Regions from separate parts of the Rattus norvegicus genome. Here region 2 is linked to region 1. A link is a contact called in public Hi-C data. All regions are on one chromosome and are shown on one strand. The core of a region is the stretch at or near the end of the contact, and the rest is flanking DNA. Distances in the headings are between cores, read along the strand shown.

Region 1 (5,580 bases), core at 1,860-4,359:
CTACGAACTTCTTGTCTTTCAGGTAGTTGAAAGCCAGTTTGAAACCTGTCCAGAGGGTAGGGGGGACACTCTGGTGACTGAGGAGCCCTCTGGCTCCCTGAACTGCCGGGATGCAGGACTTGGGTTCTAGGATCAGGGCAGTAGCCCCTGTGTACCTCGGCCTGTGCCTTACCAATGGCAGGGTTGGCCTGATGGCTGTACTTCCAAGCCAGCTCGTAGTTGGTGGCTGCGTCCTTGTATGACTGCTCTTTCTCCATGATGAAGCCCATGTACTCATAGGCCCTGCAGCAAGACTGGGGGAGAGGGAGGGCAGTTAGTATTTCTGCCCGGCAGCAGTCACCATGGTCCTTGGGGTGGGACCAGGAGGGGGCAAGTGAATGGTGGTGAGCATCAGGAACCCAAAGTGCATTAGGGACCCCCACAAGCATCTTTAGCTTTTTGAAGGGTTAACTGTGTACCCATTCTTTACTCAGAAGCTGGTTTACTCAAAACCCTCTCAAATAAAGCCCTTCTAGGGCTGTGGAGATGGCTCAGTGGTTAAGAGTATCGACTGCTCTTCCAGAGGTCCTAAATTCAAATCCCAGCAACCACATGGTGGCTCACAACCATCTGTAATGGGATCTGATGTTTTCTTCTAGTGTGTCTGCAGTGTACTCATATAAATAAAAATAAATAAATCGTAAAAAAATAAAGCCACTCTAACCAATGATTCTACCTCACAGAAGCTAATCCTTGCATATGGCTCAAGCCCACCGACTTCCTGGCTATGCCTGATCCTCATAAACATGGCCCTTGGGCCCTTCTTTGGCCCGTGGGTCCTGGTTCCAGCCCCCTGATTCCGGCCCCCTCCGGCTCTACCTCCCCTTCCCCCCTCCCACCCCCGCTCACCCCTCCCTTATTCTCCCGTGCCAGTGATCTTTGCCTTGTTGTACTGCAAGCAGCGGCGCAGCAGCTCCAAGGCCAGGTCGAATTTGCCGCCTTGGCAGTAGATGTCTGCCAACAGAAGCCAGCTCTTTTCCAGGTCTTCGGCCTCGTCCAGCATCCATGGGACTTTGGCCAGGCGCTTCAGCTGCGTTCGGGCCTTGGGGACTTGCTTCAGGAGGACGTAGGCCTGCGCCATGGCCAGCAGTGCAGGGATGTTGTCCTTCTGCACACCCGTGGGGAGCAGACATTGGGGCACTTTGGCAGTCACCTCCATCTTGACCCCTGCCCACCGAAACCAGTCCCTAGCCCTCGCACCTCAGCCTGGGCCATCTCGATGAAGGCCCCCAGAGCCACCTCTATGTTCGCCTTCTCCCTGGTGGCTAGCAGGCAGAGGCTCTGCAGCAGCCGCAGCTGGGTCTGCCCGGACTCCGAGTGTGGGTAAAATTCCCGAAGTAGCTTCTCTGCAGTGCGCACCCCGTGCTGCTGAGACTCTTTCCTACTGGCAGAGCTGTGGGCACAGGACTCATGCTGACAGCCTGCTTGTGGGTCACTCACCTGGCCTCCGCCCAGAAACTGAAGCCTCATCCCGCCTCTTCGCCCCGCCCCCCGCCCCGCCCCCTCATCCCGCCTCCTAGTCCTCTTACTTGCTGTCACCCACCAGACTCTCAAAAGCCTCTCCACCGACAATCTCGTTGTCAGGGTTCAGACAGATCTGTACCATGTAACAGGTGGCAAGCTGGCCCCAAGTGCTGTCCTTTCGGGCTTTGTTCAGAAACCTCAAGGCTTCATTGGGCTGTCCAATGTGCCTGCAGTGAGTGAAAGAAATGCCAAGAGCCCTGAGCTGGTGAACCGTGAGGCCAGGGGGCATGGCATGGCCACCAGGTCTGAGGACTTCTGGTCCTGGAGGCTGCTCTGTCTCTCTTCTACTGAGCATAAAACACTAGCTACCTGCTATGTGTGGGGGTGTCTCTCTCTTTTTTTTTTTTTTTCTTTTTTCGGAGCTGGGGACCGAACCCAGGACCTTGCACTTGCTAGGCAAGCGCTCTACCACTGAGCTAAATCCCCAACCCCCATGTGGGGGTGTCTCTTATTCCACCACTGACCCTCTGTCTCCTCCAGCCTAACTCACCAGCAGTAAATGCCTTGGCAGTAGTTAAACCCTGGTTCCAAAGGCACCCGGCTAGACACCTTCTTGGCCAGTTCAAAGAAAGCAGGGGCCTCTTCAAGCTTGCCGCTCCGTCGTAGCAGGTCGATCAGTTTATTCAGTACCAAAAAATTGTCTGAAAGGAAAGGGCAGAAATCTGCAGCATGTGGTGGCCAATAACTGCATCAGGCTGGTGTGACGGGGTCTGATGGGGGAGGGGTGCTGGACCTTGAGGAGGGACTAGGAGACACTACTTGTTTAGGCCGAGCATAGATGAGTCTGTATGCAAGCATGAGTAAATTATATAGTGCTTGAAATAGCTACAGTAGGGGCCTGGGAGATGCTTCCGTCAGCAAAGCACTTGCCGGACAAACATGAGGACTTGAGTTCAAATTCCCAGTGCCCATCTAAAAAGCAAGGTGTGGGCTGTGAGCGTCTCTGAACCTCAGGCTCTGGAGGTCACAGGCAGGAGGATGTCTGAGGCTTGCTGGCTCCAGGCCAAGTACAAGTTCAGCTAGAGATCTTGTTCCAAGGGAAGGAGGATAAAGGTGGTAGGGCAGGATCACCCACTGCTGTCCCCTGACCTCTAGCCACTCTGTGTGTGTGTGTGTGTGTGTGTGTGTGTGTGTGTGTGTGTGTGTGCTGTAGCTTAGCTATAGGTAAATAATCTTTCTGTCCCCATTTGACAGACGAGGACAAAGAACATGGAGGAATGAAGTAGTTTTTCAAAGGTCACACAGCTAAGTGACATGAGGGTTCAGACCCAGGTACCTTGACTCTAAGGCTATATACCTAACAACAGTTGCTGGGCCCGTGGTGACTACCATGGAATGGCTAGGCCCATGGCTTGGTTTTCAGGTTTGACCGCTGGAGCAGCGATTTCATTTGGTAGCAAGTAGGGGTGCAGCTACAACCAAGAAAGAACATCTAGTGTCTTTCTTTCTGTTTTTTTTTTTTTTTGCCCCACCCCACCCCAGTCCAGTGCCTTCCAAGTGGGTGTGACGGTAGAGGAGACAGTTCACTCCCAGTGGCTGCAGTGATATGGGGACAGATGGGCTGTCCTGGCTCCAGTGCCAAGTGCCTGGGTCCAGGAACTGGCCCCTTTGACTCAGGAAGGGCTGCCACGTTCTGGGTCTTTATCTGTTTCCTGCCTCTCTGGGAACAATTGGGAAGAAAGGAGCTTCCTCTGAGCATGCAGGAAGGAGGGGAGAAGGCCCACCCTTCTCTGGGGTAGCCGGTGCGGGCTGGGTGGGGAAGCAGCGTGCTGGGCGGAGTTACCTGGAGCTTTCTCCAGCACTTGGCGGTAGAGATTGATGGCGGTTTCATAGTTTTGTTTTCTAAACATCAGGTCAGCCAGCACCTATCAGAAGACACACAAGCTGTGTATTACTGACAGCGGCCTGCATGAGGGCTGGCAGAGAGGAAAGGCAGAAAAGACTCTCCCCGAAGATAGCCTCCCTGGTCCAGAGAGCCTGTGGGATCCCAGGACACCCTACTGGAAGGTGGAAATCGGTGGAAATCGCAGGCTTTCCAGAGCCTGGGGTGGCCCTGGAGAAGGTGTGAGTAACAGACAAGCTAGAAGGCCTGACACCAGGGAGGGTTATTTCACAGGCTTCCAGTCACCTGACCTTCACCTTCGCCCCATAGTAGGTGTGGTCCCCCCCCCCCCCCGAGTCTGTTCAACCACGCCCCCCCCAGCCTGGTGCAGAGGTTGCTGCTGCCCTCTGCTGGCCTGCTCATCCCTCCCTTATAAAGGGCAGAGCAGGAAACTGGGGCTAGGTCCCAAAGCCAGTGAAGGCATCCGAGGGTCGGCAATTAGGAAGCAGCCCACAGGGCCCCCGGGGCGGTGTGCAGCATGGTATCTCCTACCACGGCAGCTCTCTCGTGGGTCTGCTCCATCTCTAAGAGGGGGGCACAGTGCTGTTCACACAAGTCCAGCTGCCCCTGAAGCAGGTAGAGCTGCGCCAGCTCCAGCACCACCTAGGACAAGACCAGACAGAGCTAACAAGCCTGCATCACAGGCCCGGGAAAACCTGCACTCACCTTAGCTCTGACCTCCCTCCCAGCCGGCCTATCAGCTGGCTTCTAAAGCAGGCCCCTTGCCACAGGCAGAGGATGGCTCTTGTCCTCCGATCCCACCAGGTTTCCCTGCCGTTCGGTTTTAGCAGTGGGAGTGAGATGGGGCCTGGCTAACCCACTAATCTTATCCGTTGGCCTCTGCTCCTTCCTCTGGGGATTCCTCTGTGCCCTGGGGACTCTGGGACAAAGGGGACTCTGGGACTACCCACATGCTTCACTTTCCTCTTGCCTGAGGGTAATATGTAGGCAAGACTCACGCCCTGGCCTATTGTCTCCAGCCTACAGCAGTCCCTGGCATAAACCAGCCCAGGGTCTGTCAAAGGATGAACAGCTATTTGTTCTCACACAATACATGTCATAAGTATATTTAGGTATATTTTTGAGACAGGCTGGCCTCCACCTCCCAAGTGCAGAGATGAAAGGTTTGATGTGGTGCTGGAGACTGAACCCAGGGCTTTGTGCATGCTAAGCAATCACTCTTCCATTGCTGGGCTCTTCCCTGAACTTAGCGAACTGGTTCATCATCTGGAACCACGCCCCTCCGGCATCTCAGCTGGCTTTAAACTCAGCCGCACGCAGCCTGGCAGTCACAGCTCTTACCATGTCCCTCAGTCCAGTGGCAGGAACCCGCAATGGCCCGGTGACAAAGACAGGGCGAATGTGGCTTTCAGAGCTATCTTTCCCTTTCTTGCATCCATAAATGGTCTATAAAGATGGTCATCCTAGCCTTCCTCTAAGAACTGTAGTAGGTGAGGGCCCGGAGTCAACCGGAGCCACTTCCCACCCCGGAGGCCTCCCTCCCCCTTTACACCTGCAGCTCCTCAGAGAAGAGAGGCCTCACTCAGCAAGGAGCCCCCAGATCCTGCCTCTGCCTTCCAAGGGCTGAGGTGCTACCATCTTACTTGGTTTGTAAGCTACTGGGGACCGAACTTTGTGCGTGCTAGGCAAATACTTTATCAACTGAGCCACATTCCCCAGGTCCCAGGGTGTTACTCCACACCTTACTGTCTGTAGGTGAGTAGGCCAGGGCGTCCTTATAGGATTTCATAGCGCTGTCGTAATCTTTGTCCGCGAGATGATGCTCTCCAATCTGGACGCAGATGGAGGCTGCCACCTGGTTCTGGGAGGGGATCATTTCTGGCTGCTCCAGAGGAACCCGTTTCAGTATGCGGGACTGGAGGTCCAAGGCCTTGGGGGAACGGATGAGGTTGGGTTCAGAAACCCTGAACCCATGTGCCAGAGCACAGGATTTCCAGTGTTCCACGGCTGGCAGGGCCAGAAAGGGCACCGCGAGGAACTCACAGCCACGCCCTCTGCTGGTGGTGCTTTATTTTTGAGACAGGGCCTCCCTTTGTAGCCCTCGCTGATATGGAACTTGGTAGACCAGGCTGGCCTCAAACTCACAGAGCTCTATCTGCCTGCTTCTGCCTCTA
Region 2 (5,678 bases), core at 219-2,718, 140 kb before region 1:
TCCTACCCTACAGCCAGGTCATCTTTAAAAACTGCAAACTGGAGCCTCAATTCCAATGAGACGGCCCAAAACAAACAAACAAAAAACCAGGTAAGTTTAACAGCCTTGTGACCTTTGTATGCTTACAGCGCATCCTTTGAGAGTGGATTTTGTGGGTCTGTTGTACTTGTTTTGAGACAGTCTCATGCTCACACAGCCTGCCTCTTCATGAGCCACCGTGCTGGCCCTGGGCTTAGTTTTCTTATAATGATGGAAAAGAAGGTGCTTTCCTGAAAGCCTACACCTCTGACTTCAAGACAGATTTGATTTATTTTAGTAGCTCAACCTTACTCGTAGCTTAAAAAAAGTTGAATATTCCAATTTTTTTAAAGTGTGAGAACAGATTAAAACAATCAGAAAGGGCTGGAGAACAGTCAAACGTGAACAGTATTCTTCCAGAGGGACCATAAGGTTCCCAGCATCCATACGGAAAGGGGAGTTCACAAGCACCGCTAACTCCAACTCCAGGAGATACCAACGCCCTCTTTTGGCCTTCTTGGGCATCTGCACTCTTGTGCACCTACCCCCACACACAACATAAATAAGAGTAAAAACCAAAAGCACAGTGAATAACTAGGACTACGCCAAACACGATGCCAAATAGTTCCACAATTTCTACCACCCCGCAGCAAAACGAAAAACAACAAAATCTCTACGTCCGACACACATCAGAAGGGGGAAGATGGCCAACCAGAGAAAAGGTATGCAGTTTTGAAAGACATGGTCCTGGAGCCACAGAGCCAGACATAGGGGCGCACACTCCTTTAGTATTAGCAGTCTGGAGTTCGAAGCTAGCCTGGTTTAAACAGCGAGTTCCAGCATGAGCCACACAGTTAGACCCCACTCAAAAAATCAAGAATTGTTACAAAAGGCATCCCCCAAAGCTGCGCGTCCACGCCCCACTGAAGCGCATCCTGGCCCAGGCCCACCCTGAACAGCCCCACCTCCGTCTATGATTGGCTGTGAAAGACTCCGCCCCACCCCGCCCCCGTCTCCACCAATGGCAGCCCGGCAGCGCAGCCAACCCGACGGAAGGGGCGTGACCTTGGCGAACCTGGAAAGCTGAAGCAGCCACCTGCAGGGAAGCGGGCAGTCGAAGGGAGGCCCGAGGTGCCCGGAGGCGCTTTTATCAGTTACCGTTAGAGAGTTTTAGAAGTAGAACGTTCTAGAAGCACTGTCCTGCCCCACAATGCCCGTGTTCCCACGAGCTCACCATGAGCGTCTCCACTGTGTCCTCTACATCCTGCGACGGCAGCAGCGCCGAGCGCGCCTTCTCGATCACGGGGGACGCGAGCCCGGCCCGGGCGACTGAGAGGCTCCGAGGCTCCGCGCTCACGCCCATCCCTCCCCACCCTGCCGCCCGGCCGCCCGGCCGCCCGGCCTCGGGTCTCAGTACCCGAGACAAGCCGCCCTATATTTCCGGGGGAGGGGAAAGGAGGAGAAACCAGTCAAAAAGGTGAGATCCCGCTTCCGGTGACGTATACATCCGGCGACGAAATCTCATCGCCACCTGGTGGCTCCACCCAGAACTACAGGGTCCGGGGTTCATATTTGCGGAGTTAGAAAGACTTGTCTCCTGCTCGTCGCTTTTCTTTTGGTAGCTAAAGCTCTTTTAGAGATGGGTGTCTGGCTGAGTTTTCATTGTATTTAATTTATACTTAAGACCTGAAGCATGGTGGAATGCCTTCTTTTTAGACACGAATTTTTAAAAATACCATTCACATTTCTCCTTTTTTTGTTTTATTTTTGCTTTTCAAGACAGGGTTTCTCTGTGTAGCCCTGGCTACCCTGGAGCTAACTAACTGTGTATCTGTTTATAGACCAGGCTGACCTTGAAGTCATAGAACTCCACCTGCCTCTTTAATCCCAAGTGCTGGGGTTAAAGGCATGTGCACCATGCCTGGCTTTTATTTTTACTTATATGTGTGGGTATGTACGTATGAGTGTAGTACTTGCAGAGGCCAAGAGCTCATAGGCAGTTGTGAACGGCCCTACCTGGGCGCTGGAAACCAACCTCAGGTCCTCCGCAAAACAGCAAGTGCTTTTCCAACCGCTGGCTCTCTAGCCTCGTCTTTATGCTTTTTGTTCGTTTGTTTTGTTTTGATTTTCGAGGCAAGGTTTCTCTGTGTAGCCCTGGCTATCCTGGAACTCGCTCTATATGCTCACTGGAGCATGGTCAAACTCCTGGTAGCCACGCCCCAAGGGCCACCCGCCACGTCCCCCAGAAGCCATCAGCTGTAGAGAGATACACTTTGACATCCGCATCACTTTTTTACTTCTTGATGACTTCCTCTCTAGGCTGTCACTTTTGGGGAGTGGGGTCACAGAAGGCTTTTTTATTCTGCCTTCTCAACTGTGCTTGGACTCATCTTGGATATTCTGCTGTCTCCCAGAATCATGGAGGTCCCGAGGCTATAAGGAGGCAGTGTTAGAATCCAGCTGCTGCTGAGGCCACAGGGAACAGGGGCTCCCACAGAGACACTCCGAGTCCTAGCTAAAGGACTTCTGGGTGCCAGGATCTTCCATCGGGGGAAGTGAGTCTCCATCAAAGGGATATCGATGGCCAGGCATCCTGCCTCCGACCTTTGCTTCCTACCTGGAAATCAGAGAGCCTTGCCACAGCTTGTCCTGTTGACCTGGCTAGTTTAATGTCAGCTCGACACAAGCTAGAGTCATGTGGAATCACAGTTCAGAAATGTGGCGTTAGTTAGATGACAGCTTCAGCGTCCTTTCTCCCTGTAAGAACCTGGTCAGCAAGCACCTCCGATTCCTGGAGCGCCCCCCCCCCATGTTAATAAGGCATCTCAGTACCTTAGCCTTCAACTGATGACCTTTGCTCACTCTGTGCTGGGACCAGACCCATAGGGTCAGGTACTGAGGTGGGCAGCATAGGATGACCAAAGGCTGATGACCCCTGGCCTTTAATTCTCTCTTACTGTTCTGGGGGCCAGAAGCTGATGACTCCTGGCAATTAGCTCCTACTAATAGCAGCAGGGGATTAAGAACAGACACTTAGTTACTTGGGATCTTTACTCCTTAACTCTTCATGAGCCAGAGACAAAGAAAAAAGACAAAGTCATGAGCACACACGCACGCACGCACGCACGCACGCACGCACGCACACGCACACACACGCACACACATCCACACTCGACTGGGCCTGACCACCTGTTTCACCAATTTCACAAGTGAACATGCATACTTATCTACATACACATATACCTACATACATATGTATGTACATACATACACATTGTACATACATGTAGACAGGCATATACACACACATATATATATACACATTTGGTGAATGGAGCAGAGCCCAACAGCCACACTTTTTTTCTCTCAGCATTTTGTACCTTCTTAGACAAAAGTTCTTTAGAAAATTACCTCATAGTTGAAATGTTACACAAAGGGGGAGTCACAGAAGGATGTTGATGGTAAGTTCAAAAGCGGTGTTTCATTCTGTAGCTCATAAGTTCAGAGCAACAGTTCACGTGGCCTTGCTTATCACAGTGCACACCTGTGGCCTCATCCTTGGACCTGACCTAGAATGAAAGTATTTGTTTGATCACGAATCTACCCTAAGCCTATTTTTCTTCTTAGTGTAACTTATAAAAGCTCATTGAATTCTTTATTATTCCGTCTTTACTCACAATTCTAATGAGGAGCAGGCACATTCTATTCTTTTTTTAAAGATTTACTTATTTTATGTAGGTGAACACACTGTCGCTGTCTTCACACACACCAGAAGAGGGCATCAGGTCCCCATTACAGATGGTTGTGAGCCACCGTGTGGTTGCTGGGAATTGAATTCTCGACCTCTGGAATTTCAGTCAGTGCTCTTAACCACTGAGCTATCTCTCCAGCCCGGCACATTCTATTCTTAATTCTAACTTTATTACATCTTTCTGGCAAAACAACAAAAACCATCTCCTTAAACTTTCTTCTTAAAATTATTTGAATTAAACCAAGAATTCTATAAAGTCAATAATTCATCTAAATAGCATTAATTCAGGAAAGTTCATCTCCATATTGATTCTACAGGAGATCTGCCTAATAGGGTGGGCTGATGCCCAGGAGTCGTTAGCCTATGTAACAGGGACAGGAAAAGCATAGAGAAGCAATCCTGGGATGAAGTCTCTGGGATCCATGCATCTCAGAGTGCACCCATTGCAGCCATGTAAAATGGTGGGCCATCTCCAGGAAACTCACTTGCTTGTCATAACCTTTACACATGGCTTGCGCTAACCCTGGGTATTCCACCTCCTTCAGCAAAACTATATAGCCCTGAGTTCACCTCAAATAAAGTTGATCTGTCTCCCTGAAGCTGATTCCAGAGTGTCATCATTTCTGTTCATACTCATGGGCCATCTGAAACCCTGTTCCTTGATTCTGTTCCCTTCATCCTCACGGGCTGGTGGCCAATGACCCTGGGAAGAAGGGAGACCCACAGTTACCCTTGGAGCTGGAGTTACAGGTGAACTGACAGGTAGGTGCTGGGAACTGAACCTGGGTCTTCCAACGAGAGTGGTAAGCATCTTAACTGCTGAGCCGCCTCTCCATCCACAGCTCTCCCTGATTCTTAATGATCCTCAAGAGCTAGCTCCTCAATTCGCCCAGCAAATAAATAAAGCCTGGATCTGGGATGTGGCAATGAACAAGACAGGCAGATGATCTGACCGTACCCCAGACACTGTTGGAAGTGTCTGCCCGCTTGCTTGTTAATATGTATTCAATTGCGTAGTCCAAATGCGGGTTTGCCAGATGAACCCAAAGCATCCAGCATGTGTTTCATAGGTCGCACATTCCAATGAGCCATCCTGGAGTCTAGAACAGCTCTTCAGCCTTCCCCTGACAACAGGCTCTTACCCGGAACCACTCTAGTGGGAGAGAACTTGTGCTCCTCCTGTTGACTCTGAGTTTATGAAGCTAATGAACCCTAAAGGATTTAAGCTTCCCCAGGGATCTCACGCGGGAGGTGGGGTTGGGGGGGACGACCAGAGATCTCATACTGGGGAAGGGAAAGACAGCCCTGAGAGCAATAAGAAGACTTGAACCCACGTCCAGCAAGATATCACACACAGTTCAGCCACTTGTTGGACCACCAGGCAGGAGAGACAGAGCCCAGACAGTGATGAGGTGTGAGACCACACCTGACAAGGATGGCTTAGCTCTGCATACAGCTTTCCGTCTATTTAAACCCAGGACCCTGAAGATGGACGTGGAGTCTCTAAATCACATTTTTTTGTTTCTCTCCCCAGTATCACCACACTGAATAAGCCTCTGACTTTTCTCTGTTTTATAAAACCGGAGAGGGTGGAGGCATGGAGCGTGTGTAACTCCACTACGACTGGAGTTACAGGCAGTTACGAGGTGCCAAACCAACCTGCCAAACTCCGCCCCTCTTGCAGGAGCAGTCCGTGCCTTTAGCCACTAAACCGTCTCTCCAACTCCATGACTTGCCTTGTTTAATCGGCGTGCTTGGGGAGAGTGACTGAGTGGAGCTTTCTGGGACCCCAGGAACAACATGACATGTGGGCGGGCACACAGATGCACACTGTGGGAAATTCTTTGCAACTGTGGGCAGCTGGTGGTACCGCTAGTCAGTGAACAGCAGGGGGCGATAGAGCACAACT

The links. Hi-C and Micro-C count contacts between places; a contact is called where the count stands out from the background.
Region 2: a contact with region 1 is called in a Hi-C map of liver, with 5 times the contacts expected there. The contact joins the promoter of Slc25a38 here to the enhancer-like site in region 1. A contact is called at or near these places in 6 of 12 Hi-C or Micro-C datasets (the A7r5 cell line, Schwann cells, frontal cortex and 3 more).

Annotation. Positions count from the first base shown.
Region 1 is chr8:128,572,805-128,578,384 of GRCr8, reverse strand. It overlaps Ttc21a (tetratricopeptide repeat domain 21A), which reads right to left. Exons shown (of 29, transcript XM_003750604.6): 20 at 5,148-5,336; 21 at 3,938-4,048; 22 at 3,347-3,428; 23 at 2,054-2,204; 24 at 1,569-1,730; 25 at 1,240-1,432; 26 at 923-1,147; 27 at 173-293; 28 at 1-45. Among named protein-coding and RNA genes, the nearest start is that of Csrnp1, 13 kb to the left of the region's middle. Within about 2 kb of position 3,109, at least 9 of the 93 cell types and tissues checked have an H3K27ac peak or open chromatin away from gene starts, as enhancers often do. A contact at or near this core is called in liver, where this site is marked.
Region 2 is chr8:128,708,970-128,714,647 of GRCr8, reverse strand. It overlaps Slc25a38 (solute carrier family 25, member 38), which reads right to left and starts at 1,468. Exons shown (of 7, transcript NM_001030032.2): 1 at 1,253-1,468. The coding sequence starts at 1,381.